6 separate regions of the Mus musculus genome follow, and regions 2, 3, 4, 5 and 6 are each linked to region 1. A link is a contact called in public promoter capture Hi-C data. All regions are on one chromosome and are shown on one strand. Each heading gives the region's core, a stretch centred on a gene start, on an enhancer-like site or on the middle of the called end of the contact. The rest is flanking DNA. Distances are from core to core; before and after follow the strand shown. Region 1 holds the start of Ccdc122 (coiled-coil domain containing 122). Region 2 has its middle 52 kb from the start of Gm30662. Region 3 has its middle 13 kb from the start of Mir1971. Region 4 has its middle 25 kb from the start of Gm30608. Region 5 holds the start of Gtf2f2 (general transcription factor IIF, polypeptide 2). Region 6 has its middle 50 kb from the start of Fam216b.

Region 1 (2,899 bases), core at 210-2,709:
CAATTGTAAACCAGAGAGATCAATCAAGACTGCTTCTGCCATTCTTCAATCAGGCAGTCTTTTTTGCCCCAAAGACTTTTTATGCCATAGCAGCTGTAAAGAAAAGTGATCACAAATAACAATAAATTCGATCTTCTTATAGATACAACCGAAATTTGTGGTGAACAAAAATAAATAAATAAATATAAAAATAAAAATAGGAAGTAAATTGCATCAATACAAAAAGTAACCAAAATAAATGTAGTGTGCAGAGCAGAAAAGCCAGTGCACCATTCATCCTGACAATTAAGGGCAGAGCCATCTTTTATTTTGTGAACAGCTGGGTACATTTTTATAGAATAGAAATTATGCTTTGTTTTCCTTATAGCAGATTTTAAGTACAAAATTACTTGTTGTCTGAGATCAAGTCTTTTTAATTATAGGATGTAAATCTGTTATGTCATTATCCCCATCATGTCTATAAGATTAGATCACATCTCATGAAATACTGAGGTCTCACCTTTAGGATATTAAGTTGAGCAGTATCAGCAGCCAATCTTCTTTGGGGTTGCGGTTGGGACAGGGATTCGAGGCAGAGCTTCTCTGTCTAACAGCCCCAGCAGTCCTGGAACTAGCTATGTAGACCAGGCTGGCTTCGACCTCAGACACCTGCTTGCCTCTGCCTCTGCCTCCCAAGTGCTGGGATTAAAGGTGTATGTCACCAGAAAGAAAGAAAGAGAGAGAGAGAGAGAGAGAGAGAGAGAGAGAGAGAGAGAGAGAGAAGAGTAAAGGTGTCTGTCACCATAAGCAAGCAAACAAACAAACACACTCATTTTTTAAAGGTAAAAGCTAGCCCACAGGCTGGGCTTTCCCCCCAGGTTTACACAGTCCTCCGCACTTGGGATAATCCCAAAAGCCACTGCAACTTGGATCAGGGTCGATTTCTGACCACTTGCAGATTCTCTGAACTCCCTGTCCAGGCTGGAGCTCCCCTCTGCCGACCCTGTGACCCCCAATTCTGACACCTACCATTGCTGAGCCTTCACCCCGACGCCCACCCCAACCTCCGCCCGCCCCGTAGGGCACTGGCGCCTTCATTCATTCTTTCCGCCAGCCGTGCAGGCGACCTCGGAGGAGCCTGGACTGCACGGTGTGCGTCCGTCCGTCCCGTCGCCGCGCCGACCTCCCCTCCGCCCGGGACTCACCGCAGGGCTGCTTCCCGCGCTCTCCTCGGCGGCCGCGAGCTGGGGCGTGAGCTGCAGGCTCGGCGCTCGAACCCCAGTGGCTCCCAAAGTCACCGGCCGGCCGGTCCGCCCGCCTCACCGCGTCCCCGGGCCTCCCGGCGGCCTCGGGCTCCCGCGGGCGTGCGCCCGGGTTTGGGTGTTCCCGCCACGGCCGCGAGGTGGCGCCCTGGAGACGCAAGGCCGAGCCCCTTGCGGGGGATTCCCGCGCCGCTCAGCAGTTCCGGGTCAGCGCCCGCAGTCACCGTGGAGGCCGCCTGAGGCCCGGGCGCTGAGGCGCGGGGGCCCGGAGAGCCGCGGGCGAGCGCGTCCCGTGAGGCGCCCGGAAGGGAAGGGAAGAAGCGTCCCCTCTCCCCGCGGGCCGTGGCGACTCCAGAAGGATCTGCTGACCCAGCAGTGTGGCCAGCTTGTCACTTAGCGCCCTCCAATCCGGGCTCAAGTAAGGGGACTCTGGTGACTTTTGTGGGGGAGTGGCTTTTTTTTTTCTTTTTTCTTTTCACTTTTTGTTTAGTTTTTAAGTTTCTAGTTAGTTTTCATTTTTTCCCCCTTTCGGCTGATTCTGTACTTTCATTTGGGACCAACATCCTTGACTGTTCACTTGTGTTGGCAACGTCGATTTCTCTTACCCCCCCCCCCAAGTGTGTCCCCTCACAGGACGGAATGCATTCATTCTTACAGTAGCAATAAGATAAAAATTAAGGCTCCTTTGTCCCCCAAGGGTTTAATGTTATTTATTTAAAAACAACAATTTGAAAATCAAGTACTGTTGTAAATGGAAAAATACCCACTCTTCAAAATATATGAGAAGGTAAGAGAAAGCGCATTTTCTGAGGACTGGCAATGGAGGAAGGAGAGGGCCTTCATTTTCCTTGGTCTTCCTCCAAGTGCTCAAGTGTTTCCTGAATGAGAAGACTCTAGGGGATCCGGGAGTCTAGAAGTCTTGTTAAGTGTGCACCCATCTCAACTTGACTAGCGGCCAAGGTAACCAGCCCACATAGAACCTACTCCAGGCCGTGTGATCACTTTCAGAGGGCACACATTGAATGCTCGCTGGACACTTCCAGGAACCCTGAGGGATAGATAACACAGATCTGATCAGACATGCATGCCTTGGCATAAACTTGCTGTCTGTTAAGGAAAATGGATTTTTTTTTTTAAAAGCAAGTTTAGAAGCTTTTTTTCTTGTTTTCATGTCCAAGGATGAGAGCTCAGGATTCATTCATGCAACAGCACTGGCAGTAACAAAACTTTCAAAATAGCTAAGTTGTTAGGGAAGTTGTGATAATGTATTTACATACCATTTCCTTCAGCATCTGGTCTGTCTGGGCTGCATTTCTTAACACTCTCTCCCCTTTCCCAGGCTACTACAGAGCCTCTCAATCCTGGTTGCACATGGGAACAAGTAGAACTTAATAGTAGAGTAGGTACCCCACACCCCGGCTGCAGATTGACTCAGAGTCTATGGGAGTCAGGCCTGGGCTTGTTTTGTTCTGCTTTTTTATTTTTATCTCGCAGATGATTCACATGCATAATTCATTTTGGAAGACAAACAACAAACTCCTTCTCAAGCCATGCAAGTAAAGGCTGTTCTATCGTAGGCCATCGACAATTCTTTACATTTGCTGCTTGTTGTCCTTTGAACACGTTTCTTTTGTGAGCTGACCTGCTCTCGGTTGCTC
Region 2 (2,899 bases), core at 211-2,710, 1.3 Mb after region 1:
CTTAGTTCAGACATCACAGACAGTAATTGTGGGTTTGCACAGAGGTATGAAAACACACATCAAAACACTGATGTAGAGGAGAGATTTTACATAGTTCCTGTTTCCTTTTTTATACTGACATGAGATTTACTGTAGTAACAATATATTGCTATATCAGGAAAACTCTCAATATTTCTCTAGTTTATATGCTGCTGGTGAAATCATTTGCCCAGGCAACCCTACTGAGAAGGTAGGGATGCAGACTCGGGCTCATTTCAGCTCCTGCCTCCTTTACCTTGCTGCTGTGGATTGTTTTCAGTTCCCGAAGGCTCTTCACTCATTTTCCTGCCCTCCTCACTGTCTCCTTGGTTAACAATGCATCTCCTTGATCGATCTTGCCACAGCCTCACAGTGGCTTGGTGTAATCACTCCTCATTTTCCTAGACTCGGCTCAAAGCATCATGACAGCACTCCATGATCCCAGGAGAAGTGTCTTTGGTCTCCATATTCTCAAGACTCCTGGTTCTTACCTCTTTAAGAGTAAGCTCTTTGCTTTGATGTTTGTCCCTGAATAATGATTTTGCCCCGTGGGAGAGGAACCAAACCCAAGTTAGTGCCTGATAGAAGCAAAATACTCAACTGATGTTGGCCAAATGAACAAGCAAACTGTATTATACGGATTATACGGGGGGGAGGGGGGGTAGGTGGAATCAAGGTACAAAGTGGTTTCTCAGCTAGAGTTGCAAGCTCTCTCACTTACATGTTCTTTTACATTTGAAAAATAGTTCCATATGAAGCAAAGCTATTGAAATAGGAAAAGGCAAGGCTGAGGAGTGTGTTGAAAGCCTTTAAGGGGCTCAAATGGCAAATGAGGAGTGTGGCAACTTTTCACACTTCAGACTTCACTGCACCACATTCTTACCAACAGCGGGTCTACAAAATCTGTGTTGACTGGCAAGAGTTGCTTTCTTATTTATCGTTGAGGTGACTTCAGTCTTTTGACTTCAACCAGAACCCATTCGGGCAGCATGATTTCCCACTAATATTTTGCTGCTGCTGCTACTACAGACAGGGAGGACAGTGAAGCCCGTGGTTTCTATCCAGAGAACAGCCGCCTCAGTCACCACAATTGCACAATGAGGCGAGAGCAGTGTGTAAACAAAGAGAAGATGGAGTCAGGATGCACAGCTGCATCCAGCACTCTGTGCTGTCTTCCCGATGTTCCTGTCACACTGTTCTCAGGGCTCAGACCAATGCATTCATCCAGTGGCCAGAAAGCAGCTTGCCAACATGACTTGGCAGTACTCCCTGGGGCTGCACTCATTCCTGGTGGCACTGGGCAGGATGCCAGGCATCACCCTCCGTGTACAAGGCTGCAGGGCAAGGTGCCCAGGACTGGGAAACAAAAACAGCTGCCAGAGTCACCGAGTTGTTGGTTGCCTGAGTTCACCCACAGAGAACTCAAGGACAGTGAACTGCCAGACCGTTTCCAGGATATGTCCCGGTCTCTGTCCCTGGGAGGGACAGGACACAAAGAGCTCCAGAACCCAAGCACAAGAGTCAACAAATCCAGAATCAAATGCACCTCCCTCCCCATTTTAACAGGCACGTGGACAAAACATCAAAAACAGAAGTCAGGCCCCTCTTGACCCTTGTTAAGACACCAGACACTGGGTCTGGGCCATTTCTGGATGAGAACCCAGCCACTAGGGGAAGCATGAAGACAGTTTCTATCAGAATCTTTTGGTAAATTTTGGTTATTTTTTCCCCACAGAAAATATTGGTTCTAGAGAATAGAGTTGTTCCTACGTTTGTTGATTTCTATGGTCTCTGAAGAACTCAGAGACCTGAGAGTCCAGAAAGGTTCCCAAAGCTGCCTTTGACTCCTGGGGTGCCTTTGGACTTTCTGCTAGTGTGTTTCTCTCTGTTTCTTTTGGAAAAGTATCAAGATAGGCCAGAGTTAGTTAAGCAGAGAAAGTTTTAGCTGAAGAAGAATAACATGTGTAAATAACACTCCTGACAAAAAGAAGAGGAAAAAAATCTAAATGGTAAGTTGGCTGATTGGTAAACCGTGTAACTATAATAGTGACCCGAAGTGAGATTTATTTTGGTAAATGTATCATATTTCAGCTTTTCCCCAGCTCAGTATCTTCTATATGATTTCTACCTTAGGTCATTTGTAAGTCTTTTTCTCTTGTCCTCTCATGTATATAACTCAGAATTTATTTTCCAAATGGGCTTTTGGCTGGATGACTTTGCTCAAAAGTATAAAAAGATGGTAGGAGTGTTGGGACAACCTATGTGTCATCTATGAAGACATTCCATCAGCTCTAGGGGTTCCACAGGAAGCTTGCTGTTGGGTTAAGAAAACATATAGGCAACATACAGTGACATCAAACTTCCTTCCCTGACGCCAACTGGGTGTTTGATGTGGTGATATTCTGAAGTCAGCCAATGCCAGTTTCATTGGTATGATTCACATTTTTAATCTTTGGAAATGCTGAACATGGATCCAATGAATGGACCCAAATTCCACCCAGCTGTTCAAGAAAGATTATTTATAAATAGTCCCTTCTCTGTGTTACTCTTCAGACTTAAATCCTGTGATTTAGGCAGTCCAATAGTTCATTAAGCAGCTGCCATTATGGCTTCAAATGACTTTACCTCAGCTCTCTTTGGCTTCTAATGAATCTAATCCAAGGTGATTCCCAGAATTTACTCAACAGGAAATGAACAAGAAGTGATCGCTAGCCAACCTCCCTTCATTTTAGCCCCTTGTCACTAAGCCATTAGACATCTTTTGAGCTCATTTTTAAATGCTTTTTGGTTTTGAAACTGTGTACTAGGCTGTTTGAGATTCCACCTCACACCAGTCAGAATGGCTAAGATAAAAAACTCAGGTGACAGCAGATGCTGGCAA
Region 3 (2,899 bases), core at 155-2,654, 1.2 Mb after region 1:
TGACCCTCTCTCTCTGCCAGACTGTCCCCTTTGGCCAGTGGTAGCACTTCAAACTGGCTCTGGTATCCTCTTCCTAGGCCCCAAACACCCCTGCAGTTTGGGGTTAGTACACAGCAGTCCATGTGCTGACTTATATTGCACCAACCCCTGAAGCAGCAGTGTTCCAGTTCCTTACCAAAGGGAATTCCATCCATACTTATAATCAATTGACATTTTAAAAGCCTAGAAGTAGCTCAGATTATGAATTATTCAAACTCAAACAGCTATTTGGACACAGAGCCATGACAAAGCCGTGTCTAACTTGCAAATATCTGTTCTTTCTATTTTCTAACCCTTTGTCCTCGAGTCTGTATGAAGTTTCATTGTATTGATTTTATCATTCTAATGCCCTCCTTTATTACAGGTTCCCTCACTGGATATTCAATTCCCTCTGAAATACTTTAAATGTAAGTTTCAAAACTGAGATCAGATATGTTTACAACTTCAAAAGAGATTTCCTGGGCTGAGTTATAAATCTTTGAATAATGAGGTTTTTAATGAAACCAGGCCCAACACATCGTTAACAGTGGAGAGAAAATGGCGATCTTATAATCACTATTTTTTGGAGCTTAATGGAAAAATGCAGAATATTGAAAATGTTTTCTTATTATTACTTAATTTGTCAAAAACCCCACATCATTTATGCCACATTTTAAATGAGGTGGAATAGTTTTTAAAGATGCAACAGAGATCATTATAAAAAGCACCAGGAAGCCAAATATAGGGGAGAGTCATGGGAAGGAAAAGGCATTACTAAGCTCAATGTACAGTCAGGCGCCTGCAGCACACATCAGCTTAGTTCCTTACAGCAGTCCACAGGGGGACATAATGCGCACGTTAAAATGGGCTGGCGATAGGTATGTTGACAGCTTTGCCTCCGTAACCACCCATCCCTAGGCACCATCTGTTACATCTTCAGTCCTTTTTTTGTGAGTATCAGCAACAAGGGTAATTAAGCAAACGAGCGAACAGCTAAAATTGAAGTTCTCAGAAAGGAGAAAGAGTTTGCAAAGGCATGACAGTGGGGTGTCATTGTAGGATCAGAAACTGAACACCTGGAGGCTCTTGCCAGGAAAGGCAGAATGTACAGTGGCCAATGGGGGTGGAGCATGGGTGGAACCAAGAAAGCCCATGGCATCATGGTAGTTGTAGTAATAGGAGCCGCTGAGGACAAAGGGAAATGCTTCTGACTTCTTTATTAAAAGGAAACAAGGATGCACTCTGGAAAGGCAAAATGCCAGCTTATTACTTTGGTGGCGCACAGTCAGTGAGTCTTCGGGTCACAAATTTCCTAAGATTGGTGCTCCTTTTACCACAATTGGCTTAGCTGTCTGTGTGAACTGCAGTCGGAGCCTTCGTGTCTAGAGTGGCGGTGGCAATAGCTGTGCTTTGGCTTTGGAGCATGAAAGACTCTAGTGTGATCTGATTGAGAGCGGGGCTAAACGTCCAGGTTACATAGAACCAAGTTAGCTGGAGAGGAATACCAACCATGACTCCTAAGTGTGCGTGTTACCCTCCATGTTCCCTGTGCTGGAGCAATTACTCTAAATAATCTCAGAGTCTCGGGAGATGAACGGAAGAAAGCCCATATGCTAAGTGACATTTTTGATGGAGATGTTGGGACACAAAGGCCTTATGCTCCTTTGCTGGGGTATTTGATTACTTTTTGGTGGCAATGTCAATGTTTTGATTTGCAACGCATCCTCTATTTTTCACTTCTTTCTGTTCTCTTCTCCCCTGCACAACCACCAACCCCTACCCTAGTCATTCTTTAGACCTTAGGATTTGTCACTCTATTAACCCTGCAGTGTGACACTGACCTACTGTCCCCGTTCAAGAAGATGAGCTGGTTTGTGACTTGAAGTCTCACTGACTGTGCGCCACCATAGTAGTAAGCTGGCTTTTTGCCTTTCCAGAGTGCATCCTTGTTTCCTTTTAATAAAGAAGTCAGAAGCATTCCCCTTTGTCCTCAGTGGCTTTTACTACTACAACTACCATGATGCTCTGGGCTTTCCTGGCTCCATCCATAACCACTGTCCCCATCCTGGCCTTCTCTCTTGCTTCTCAGCCAGTCTTGTGCCAATAGCTAGCTTCCTGGTCCTTCTGTCTGCACCGCTGTCTCTGCTGTGCTATTTCTGGCCATACCCTTCCTTCTTAGGGAGTGTCACCTGTATCAGTGGCATCTGCATCGCTATGGGCAGACTCCTGAGAGAAACAACTAAAGGGTGGAAGGGTTTAATATGGCTCACGGCTTCAGAGATTCAGTCCATGCTTGGTCCCATGTGCTTGTTCATGGTGGTGGGATTGTATGACAGGGGTGCTATTCATGGCTGACCAAGAAGCAGAGAAGAAAAAAGAAGAGGCCAAGGATAATACAGCACCAAGAATCTTCCCTAGTGACCTACTCCATCAGCTTGGGTTCTCCCAAAACAGCACCACCGAGAGAGGACCAAGTATTCAAAATGTGAGCCATATCTTAAAGGAAGTAGAGTGGGCAGTTCAGGTCAAGTCCTAATTAGAGCCACAACATTGACCTTCACAAGTTTGGGTACCATTGTACTTAGACTTTGGCTTTTATCGTCTAGCAGGACTTCACCCCTACCAGCTGAGCTGTTGGCCTATTGTGTCCCTGTATCCTATTGTCTGTCTTGGGTTTTCTACAATGTCCTTCAGATGCTTACTCTCATCTTTGAAGTTCCACTCCAGTTGAAAACCATTGTTGCCTGAACCATGGTCATGACTGAGGCTCTTACCTAGTACCTAGTACCTAGTATAAGTTGCTAGCTGAATGTGGGTTCATAGCAAGTCACGTTCAAGAAATGCAGAGGGACTCAAAAGATTGGGTGTCCCAGCTGAGGCT
Region 4 (2,899 bases), core at 193-2,692, 1.1 Mb after region 1:
AATCTCAATCCACCGAATCCACAGCTACCAAATTCTGGCAAGCGTAAGCATGAATTGATACATGGCCAAAACAAAGAACCAGTTCCTCTGTCTGAGACAGACTGAGGTGTTTAAAAGTTGAGTCGTGAGTTTGAAGGAAATTTGCCTTTTGTCAATAGAGTATCAGTCAACAAAGCGGGCCCTTCCCATAATGCTCCTGGATCTGCAACTTCCCTCTGGCTTTGACCTTCTTCAGGAGTCCATTCTCCTCAGAACCCCCTCCCCCGAACATTTCCCTTTCTATTTAATGGCCACCCCAACCCAGGTCCTGTTTCTCTTGGTCCTGGTTCTCCTTGTGGGGACCCTGGCCTGAGGTCACCAGCATCACTTGGAAATTCGTTAGAAAGGGAAATTTCAGATGCTTTTTCAGAGCAGCTGATGTTGCTGCTGAGGATGGAGCCGTGATCCTGTTTCACAGTCCCTGCAGGTGTTTTTGGAATGCGCAGAAGTTTGGGAATCACTGAGCTGGAACAAGGGTCACCCACGCTCTTCTCTGAAGAAACACAGAGATTCTGCAGCGACTCTCCAACTCTGGTGGTGACATGAGATCAGCTACAGAGCACACATCAACATTAATATTTGAGTTGCATATAATTTTTACACTAGCAAAAATAATGTTCTCTTGGTTTTGTACTCATAATCAGTAAAAAAAAAAAAAAGAAAGAAAGAAAAAGAAACCTATTCCTGGCTTGCAAGATGCAGGGAAGCAGACAGTGGGCTGGTCTTGGTCACAGGCTTAATAGACCAACTCCACCCCAAACATCTATGATTTGTCCTCCTTGGGGACACAGCGTACAGGTGAACTAACCTTCAATTCAGCAGTCTTTCCTTTCTGAGCCCTCTCCTGGCACAGATAATCTCCTGGCCTCCTCAGTCCACTGAGTCTCCTTGAAGAAATATTGCATACGTGAGATCTATGTAAGACTTTTAGCCAGGACCACCTTCTTCAGGAAGACAGCACTAACTCATTTTCAGGCCAGGCTTGTGGCATGGGTACAGACCACGGCACACCCAGAACTGTTCATCTGACCAACGCTGAGTTAGGCTCCTTGCACGGACCCAATAAACCTAGTGTGAGCTGGGTAACCCTTCCAGAATCATCCCAGGCGTCTTGGACCAGATCACATCCCCAAAGCTCTACCATCAGCGGCCAGAGCTGGACAAGGTGCCATTCCAAGTTACACCTTCTGGGTGGTCCAGGGAACAACAAATATGTATCTTGGCACCGCCGGTCCGTGAGAACACAGGGAGCAGCGCGGAAGAGGGGGCACTAGAGGCTTCTGATTTGAAAGGCAAAATTTCTCCAGTCAGGCTTGATCGCCTTCTTTCCCAGTGTTCTCTCCCAGGAAACACGCAGACACCTTAATGGCTAAAGCAGTTTCTTTTCCCAGGCTGTGAAGCCACAAACCCTTGCAGTCACAGCTGCACTGTGAATTACAGCCATTCCAGGCTCCCGAGGTAAATGGCAGACAGTTGGATGTTGTTGTTAGAGGGTTTTTTTTTTTTTTTAATACTATTAAAAGAAACAAACATTTGGGAGCTCTTGTACTGGCAGGGCTACAGAATCTGCTGTTGTAAGGACAGGAAAAAGGTGTTAAACTCAAGAGCTGCTTCTCCCACACTAGAATCCCAACAGACACCTCTCGCCCCCAAGTCCTTTGAAGACCACGAAAAGAGGTCATGTGTCCCCCCTGAAGCTGGCTCTCCACAAGGGCCCTTTTGCTGATGCAGCCCCAAGGACACACAGTTCCTCCTGAGCATAAGGCCCCTTCCTAACCAACAACTGAGTCATACTGTGGGGGGGATGGGGAGGGCAGACTACTGATAAGAGAGATTAGAGCAATTGTCATCTGGAAAATTACTGTGCAGTGCACACTTGACACAAAAGATAAGGACGCGGGTTCAGGGACTTGCTCAAGGTCATTCAGTTAAGTGGCCAAAGCAAGCTGACTACAGATCTGGGTGGATTCGGCTCCCTTCTACCTCCTGGCATCAACCAGGACAGCCTTTTTTTTTTGTTTTTTTTTTTTTTGTTTTTTTTTTTTGACACTGGCCCTTTGAATGCAGCATGCCTCCTCCCGCTGTTCAAGCACCTTACATAATTACTTCATTTAATCCTCATCATTACGCGGCTGACACTGCTATTATCCAAATTTACATAAGAGGCAATTGAACTACTAAAAGGAAGAAGTACTCACATGGCTAGCCAGTACCTCAGCGGCTGGCTTTGAAGTCCTAGCTCTCAACCACTGAACCTCAGGCTGTAAAATCAGTTGGAGAGGTTAGGAGCCCTGGGGTATCCACTACTTATTAGCTGCAGCATCTGTGACAAGCCCTGTAGAACCTTAGTTTTCTACACAGGTTGGCCTCACAGAGCCTGTGAGTGGCCCTCTAACTACTAACTAGTGAGCAGAAGGCAGGGGCTTAAAAAATGAAGCTCTAATGGAGTTTTCCTTGACTTTCAAATCATTCCCCAAACTATAAACAATACAGATTCACTACAGAAAATGAGAAAGTGCAGGTGAGGACCCATTGGGTTACAGTCTTCTGTGCATATGTGCACGATTCACAATGCTGAGATTACATTGCATGTTCTGTGGCATGAGCTCATTTTTGCAAACAGAAATGAACCCTGCATCACTAAACATCCCTCTACAATGGCCGTGTGTGTTCACACTAGTGTGCAGGGGTGTGCTTGCACATGTGTGTGGGGGTCAGAGGTCAACTTTAGGTGTCTTTATTGCTCTTCGGTTTATTTTTTTGTTGCTGTTGTTTGTTTCTTTCTTTGTTTTTGCCATTTACTTATTTATTCATTCACTTTACATCACAATAGCAGCCCCCCTCCCATCAGTACTCCCTG
Region 5 (2,899 bases), core at 208-2,707, 1.0 Mb before region 1:
CTGTGACCTACTTTGCCTCCAGAAACAGCACCAGAAACACCCAGAGGTGTGTTTCATTAATCGCCCGCCGATGAAACTGACAGGACTAACTCCTACCCACTTTAGTTTGTGTCTCTTTGACATACAGCCTTTTCTTTTTCTTTTTGGTTTTTCGAGACAGGGTTTCTCTGTATAGCTCTGGCTGTCCTGGAACTCACTCACCTGCCTCTCCCTCCCGAGTGCTGGAATTAAAGGCGTGTGCCTTTTCAATTTCTTATATTCATCACATATTGGAAAAGTAATATGTGCCAAACACTAATCAAAGTGCAAAGAAAGTGACTTGGGGGTAGGGGCATCAACAATAGATACAGACAGGTACAAAGGAGCACTAGAAACTGTTCAGGGGTTTGAAGAACTTAACATAGTCTGCTGTGCTGGCAAACGACGAGAGCTGTTTCAGAGAAAAGGACAGGAAGAAACACTTTGTCTTGATGAGAACTCAGCCATGGACTTAAAACACTCATTACAAAGATAAACCATTTAAAAAACAAGTTTGGGAAACTTTCATGATCCCATTTAAATATGGTTTTTCAGAATGAGATTCCCCACAGAGCCTCCCACCCCATATAAAAAAAAGTGACCCGAATAGATGGCGACCACTGGGGCAAACGAGGTCTGCCGCATGACCACTTAAAACATTTACTGCTGGTTGGTTTCATGAATCCTAAACTCGCTCTTTAAAAACACGAAGTCAACAACTTCTCTTTGAATTCAGAACTTCTAGGTCTTTCGAAGGCTCCAATTGAATTACCAACCCAGGCAACACTAGCCGTGTAAAGCGACAGGAGTCTACATGGCGAGTTCCAGGCTAGCCAAGTCTACACAGAGAGATTGTTTCAAAACAACAGAGTACACAGGGACCAGCTCCACTTTGTGGTCCAGAAAACTGTACGGAATATCTATTCAAGTAATTTATACACGTTCATAACTAAAGTTAACCTTACCAAAAAGAAAACCGCAAGGACTTTTCCGACCTGGGGTAAATGTACTGCCCACTCGGGGACCACCGGGTCAGGACTCCAGGAAGGCCAGGTCTTGGCGGTAAAGAGAGTTAGTTCCATGGTGGGCGGATGAAATTGAGAGACGGCCTGAAAGACGCCCTGTGTCCCCTAAAGTAACTTCTCCAACCTGCAAACGGACGCAACAGCGACCCGCTTCTCAGAACAGCGGTGGCCCGAGCAAGACGGACCCAGAACTTTCGGAAGCGCCCCGCGGGGCTCGCGTCTCACTCACCTTGACCAGCCACACGCCGGTGTTCTGTTTGGCGCCCGTCAGATCGAGTTCCCCGCGCTCCGCCATGAGCTTGTCGCGTGAGGAGGCGTGCAGTGCGCGCACAAGCAGTGGTCCCGGCGCTGAAAGGCAGAGAGCGACAGTCCAGAGCCGGCCAAGGGAGTAAGTAGACCGCGAAAAGCCGGCGTCGCACACAGCCCGGGAACCAGGAACTTAGATGAGAAGAACACGCCGCCGAATGAAGAACTGCGCCTGCGCACGACTACGTCAGGACAGCGCGCCGAGAGGGACAAACTTCCTGCTCCGGCAATTTCCTAGATGGGCGTGACTCCCGGCAACGTGCAATCTTGGGATTCGAGTGCTGGGAAAGGAAGAGCCTAATCCTGAACCGTGCGTTTACAGCAAAGGTGACAAAGTGGAAAGATTAAGGTTTAGACAGACAAAAGCTGTGTGTATTTATACCCAACCCTAGATAAAGAAGCTAGGCATTTTAAGGACAGACTTGGGGGTAAAAAAAGTCACTTTCTTGGCCCAATTAACATTGGCACAAGTGGGCACTAGAGTACAAGTGAGTATGCTGGACACATGCCTTTTCGAGGCATAAAAATCAATTCACACCGTGCAAGCAGCATACACTCTTTCAGACGCCGAAACCTGAATGCCATCTAATTGAGTTGGTAAGACCCACCATGTAAGAAACAGATCTGATTATCCAACTGCCCTGCTTAAACAGTTTCCGGTTGCAGGATATTGGATCACATTATGAGCCCTGAGATTGTGAACTGGAAGAATCTGTTAATAACTGTGGCTCAGCCTTTGATCCTAGAACTTTCTGTTTACTGTAAACAAGTATAGGTAGCCTGGCTCACCCCTACCTAGCGCGCACATTAATCCAAGAGCTAAATAAAGTCAACCCTAGATCAGGCGGCAGAGCAAGTAGCCAGCTGACAAGAGAGTGAACATGAGCAAGAGAAAGGAGAGAGTTTGAGGTGAAGGGTATTTAAGAGTGCATGAAGGAGAAGGGGCTTTTCCTTCTGAGAAGTCGGTGGAGTGGGAAGGTCAGCTGAGTACTTTTTCTGCCTCTCAGAGTTAGCAGGCTTTCACCGCAGCTTCTAGCTCCTGAGTCTTCATTTGGTAATTTCCTCCCCCACTTGCCTTTGGAATGAAATTCTACCCTGTGCTTCAACTGAGTCCTTTGGGTTTGATCCTTCCTATACTCTCTGTTCCACACAGGATTCCACACCAAGCCCATCCACCTGCTTGAAGACTCCAGGACCTTCCTCTTACCATTTCAGAGCCTCTTTCAAACCAATTCCTGTGCCTTAGATGCCCTGCTTTCCCTGATCTTTACACTGGCCCTGTCCTTTGGCAAACTTCTACTTATAAACACAGACAAGTGGAAATGAAATAAAGACCACACAGAAAAGAGAGTCCCCCTAGATAAAGTTCTGTTTCCCCATATGATAGTGTGTGATGCTTAACGCTGTACCATGAGAGGCGTGTTTATCTTTGTTTTCTACACTACTGACTGAACTCCTAGACAAAAGTACTGTTTTTGCCCCAGATTTGCTGAAGCAGAATGGACAAATACAAAATAGTGTTTTATTCATTTTATATGCACAGCACCCAG
Region 6 (2,899 bases), core at 182-2,681, 1.0 Mb after region 1:
TATGCACTGGCAGAAAGCAAAGGCAAGAGGAATGTCACTTAAGAGTAACCTTGATGAACCAGCACAGCGGTTAATGTGACTAAATGTAGCCGCTTGAACATGCACCTTTTAAAATATTCTGTGGGATGGTGCTGGACATACAAACAAAACATTTTTCATTGCATATGAAAGTGCAAAAATGATAGTTCTGTGATTCCTACAAATAGTTACGCTGGATAGACAAACCCTAGATGTGAATACGACTAAGAAATAGGGACTTTGGAAATTATGTGTTCAGAAGCTTAGAAGCATCCATCCCTGAGATTCTCTCCCCTTTCTCCCTCTCTCCCCCTCCCTCCCTCCTTCCCTCCTACCCTGCCCTCTGCTGTGTGTGTGTGTGTGTGTGTGTGTGTGTGCGCGCGCGCGCGCACGCGCGCGCGCTAATGTAGAGGCAAGAGGACGACTTCAAGTGTCCTTCCCCAGGAACCACCCACCTTGCTTGTTGAGATGGAGTCTCTCCCACTGGCCAGTGAACACAGGGGATCTACCTAACGCTGCCTCCCCAGGCCTAGGATTCCAAGGACCAGCTGCTACGCGCAGTTTTTCACACGGGTTGTGGGAGATCCAACCGAGATCCTCACGCTTGCGCAGCGAGTGGACTACCAACCGGGCTGTTGCCTGACTCGAAGACTTTGTTTTTCCTACTGAGAACTGTGCTCCCTGTAAAATCTTACACACAACACAATCAAGGTCCAGGGAACCATGAGGCTTTGCTGAAGGAAGCAGGGTGAGCATGAAGAACGACAATCGCGTTTGGAAACCTGGGTCCTTCTGATTTCCTGTCCACTACCCTTCCCAGTCACTGCACCGGACAGGTGGCTTGCCGCGGTTCACACGGCTCCTCCTCGAGAGTGAGTAACTCCGCAAGAGAGAAATGCCAGGTGGAAAAATTGACAAGTCAGACATTACACAGCCAGTTAATTTTTATCTTGTAATTTTCACAATCTGAGCAACCAAGTAGAAACCATAAAGAAGCCACTAAAATGTGGCCTAATAAAATTCATCTGACCGGGGATACAGGTGCCCATGTTTTGGTTTTTGGCTTCCGTTTTGCTTCCTGTTAATGTCAGCTATTTTTCTGGGCCCAGTGCTCACTTTGACAAAAGCTGTCCTGTGTTGCCAATTGAGCTACGCAGCAGCGCAAAGCTTCTACGATTAAGGAATTCAGAATCTATCCGACAGAAAGCCTTGAGGGCAGAAGGAAACACTGAGGGAGAAACATCTCAACATCGCGTATAGACGAATGCCCGAAATAAATATTAACTGTTATTTCTGCAAATGGTCCCACTGTTTTATAGACTTCATTTCCCCCTCCGTGAGTCGGCAATGTATTCATGATGCATTCTGGGCTTCTGCTCGTGATGATCCTCTCAGCGTGGGCTGGGTCAGTGTTTGTAGCTCAGCTGGCTGGTGCCAGAGGGAAGAGCGCCTCTGATTTGATTCCACCCCAGGCACTGAAGGATTTTCAAGATTTTTCCTCTTAATATTTGGCTTTGCTTGATAATCCTAGAGCATGCTGGGAAATCTCAGCAAGAGAAAAAATTTAGTAACCACAGGGAAGCCTACTCGGAGGGGCTGTGGCTAAGTATGAAAGCTCAGAAGTGTGACTGCTAATGACTCTCGAATGTTCCGTTTCTCCCAAGGTTTCCCTTCAACAGAAAGTGTGTAGGCTTGGGAGGGCAGTGGGCTCTTAGAAAACTCAGCCATCCCCAGAAACACAAATAAATGCCTGATTGAGCCATTTCCCATGAGAAAAGCCATTAGTCAAAAAGGTGCATGGAACCATATGGCTCAGCTCACAATTCTGAATTTCAAAAAGCAGGAGTTGGCAAAGGGCTCCATGCAATTTTTACCTCGTGATTTTTTTTCTCTTTTCTTTCTTTGTTGTTGAAGACTGACCTTGCCTTAACATATGCAGGATTGAAGACTTTTTTATTTTATTTATTTATTTTTTGCTTCTCGGTGTTGGAGAAAGCGCCCAATCCAGAAACAGACTTTACAGTCAAGGAGGTGACTAAATCCCAAAGGCTGGAAGGTTTGCTTTCTACAAACCAGCTCCGATGCTTTTTTAAAAATATTTTTTCTTTTGTTATTGTTTGTGTACGTGGGCTTTTATGCTTTGAGATGTTTAGGCTGATTCTCATTCTGTCTTGGTGAGCTGGCCCTGAGAGTGGCAGATAAGGGATTCAGGCTCTGTTTGCAGGGTGTGGCAGGGGAAGGAAGGGCTCATTTTGCTGGTTGGATCAGGATTCCAAGTGGCTTTGCTACCAGGCAGTTTTGTGGGACAGTGGCTGAGCGTGATTTGGAAGGGATCCATCCAGAGGTGCTGTGTGTGCAGCACACACTTCTATAAGCCCAAGAAGCCTTCCCTGATGACTGCACTTACAGAGCCTCTTACACGACCGTTAGGATGAGTACGCAGTCCCCTGTATACAGGAAATAACCACTGGCTAATTGAATTGAATCCAATTCGCTTCCTACTGAGGAAAATGCAAGAAGCTCCAGCGTAATTCACTCATGTGATTTAGGTTATCTTCATTATAAGTAAGAAGAAAAAGCATCAGAAAGGGTAAATATTTTGTCTAAGTCCATACAATTCTCCTTAGTATATGCCTTCCATTAATTTGTAATAAGTATATTAAAATAGTCCATAGACTTTTCTTACATTCACAATTTGTCTTGTAAGTGACTGTTGCCTCCACAGTTTGAATGAAGAGTGTCCTCTTGGCTCACACATTGGAACATTTGGTCCCAGTTGGTAGTGCTGTTTAAAGAGGTCATAGAAACGTTAGGAGGAAGATTCTTGCTCCAGGAAGTTCAGGGACCAAGTGAACACCCTACAGCCTTCCCCCCACTTCTA

The links. Promoter capture Hi-C pulls out the DNA fragments that hold promoters and counts their contacts. Capture Hi-C pulls out chosen DNA fragments and counts their contacts.
Region 2: a promoter capture Hi-C map of liver shows a contact between it and region 1, with 3 times the contacts expected there. The contact joins the enhancer-like site here to the promoter of Ccdc122 in region 1. A contact is called at or near these places in 6 of 39 promoter capture datasets (the 3T3-L1 cell line, 3T3-L1-derived adipocytes, hippocampal neurons and 1 more), 3 of 115 datasets of contacts at active chromatin or transcription factors (the NIH/3T3 cell line, astrocytes and large pre-B cells) and 1 of 9 other capture datasets (liver).
Region 3: a contact with region 1 is called in a promoter capture Hi-C map of hippocampal neurons, with 9 times the contacts expected there. The contact joins the enhancer-like site here to the promoter of Ccdc122 in region 1. A contact is called at or near these places in 5 of 39 promoter capture datasets (the 3T3-L1 cell line, cranial neural crest, embryonic stem cells and 2 more) and 1 of 115 datasets of contacts at active chromatin or transcription factors (the NIH/3T3 cell line).
Region 4: a promoter capture Hi-C map of hippocampal neurons shows a contact between it and region 1, with 5 times the contacts expected there. The contact joins the enhancer-like site here to the promoter of Ccdc122 in region 1. A contact is called at or near these places in 4 of 39 promoter capture datasets (the 3T3-L1 cell line, hippocampal neurons and second pharyngeal arch cranial neural crest), 4 of 115 datasets of contacts at active chromatin or transcription factors (acute myeloid leukemia, embryonic forebrain, embryonic stem cells and 1 more) and 1 of 9 other capture datasets (embryonic stem cells).
Region 5: a promoter capture Hi-C map of adipose tissue shows a contact between it and region 1, with 3 times the contacts expected there. The contact joins the promoter of Gtf2f2 here to the promoter of Ccdc122 in region 1. A contact is called at or near these places in 1 of 39 promoter capture datasets (pre-B cells), 1 of 484 Hi-C or Micro-C datasets (regulatory T cells), 1 of 115 datasets of contacts at active chromatin or transcription factors (embryonic stem cells) and 2 of 9 other capture datasets (adipose tissue and liver).
Region 6: a contact with region 1 is called in a promoter capture Hi-C map of hippocampal neurons, with 5 times the contacts expected there. The contact joins the enhancer-like site here to the promoter of Ccdc122 in region 1. A contact is called at or near these places in 10 of 39 promoter capture datasets (the 3T3-L1 cell line, 3T3-L1-derived adipocytes, the C10 cell line and 4 more), 4 of 115 datasets of contacts at active chromatin or transcription factors (craniofacial prominence, embryonic stem cells and stem cell-derived neural progenitor cells) and 1 of 9 other capture datasets (embryonic stem cells).

Annotation. Positions count from the first base shown.
Region 1 is chr14:77,035,313-77,038,211 of GRCm38.p6, forward strand. Ccdc122 (coiled-coil domain containing 122) reads left to right here and starts at 1,460. Exons shown (of 6, transcript NM_175369.4): 1 at 1,460-1,659. It overlaps Lacc1 (laccase domain containing 1), which reads right to left and starts at 1,305. Exons shown (of 8, transcript NM_172488.2): 1 at 1,185-1,305; 2 at 500-678; 3 at 1-93. The coding sequence starts at 42.
Region 2 is chr14:78,382,206-78,385,104 of GRCm38.p6, forward strand. No RefSeq gene overlaps it. Among named protein-coding and RNA genes, the nearest start is that of Gm30662, 52 kb to the left of the region's middle. Within about 2 kb of position 1,461, at least 121 of the 459 cell types and tissues checked have an H3K27ac peak or open chromatin away from gene starts, as enhancers often do. A contact at or near this core is called in 3T3-L1-derived adipocytes and liver, where this site is marked.
Region 3 is chr14:78,203,062-78,205,960 of GRCm38.p6, forward strand. No RefSeq gene overlaps it. Among named protein-coding and RNA genes, the nearest start is that of Mir1971, 13 kb to the left of the region's middle. Within about 2 kb of position 1,405, at least 42 of the 459 cell types and tissues checked have an H3K27ac peak or open chromatin away from gene starts, as enhancers often do. A contact at or near this core is called in hippocampal neurons, where this site is marked.
Region 4 is chr14:78,118,164-78,121,062 of GRCm38.p6, forward strand. No RefSeq gene overlaps it. Among named protein-coding and RNA genes, the nearest start is that of Gm30608, 25 kb to the right of the region's middle. Within about 2 kb of position 1,443, at least 13 of the 459 cell types and tissues checked have an H3K27ac peak or open chromatin away from gene starts, as enhancers often do. A contact at or near this core is called in hippocampal neurons, where this site is marked.
Region 5 is chr14:76,009,408-76,012,306 of GRCm38.p6, forward strand. It overlaps Gtf2f2 (general transcription factor IIF, polypeptide 2), which reads right to left and starts at 1,458. Exons shown (of 8, transcript NM_026816.3): 1 at 1,273-1,458. The coding sequence starts at 1,338. Gm36429 (a long non-coding RNA gene) reads left to right here and starts at 1,339. Exons shown (of 2, transcript XR_383601.2): 1 at 1,339-1,676; 2 at 2,503-2,705.
Region 6 is chr14:78,037,555-78,040,453 of GRCm38.p6, forward strand. No RefSeq gene overlaps it. Among named protein-coding and RNA genes, the nearest start is that of Fam216b, 50 kb to the right of the region's middle. Within about 2 kb of position 1,432, at least 6 of the 459 cell types and tissues checked have an H3K27ac peak or open chromatin away from gene starts, as enhancers often do. A contact at or near this core is called in hippocampal neurons, where this site is marked.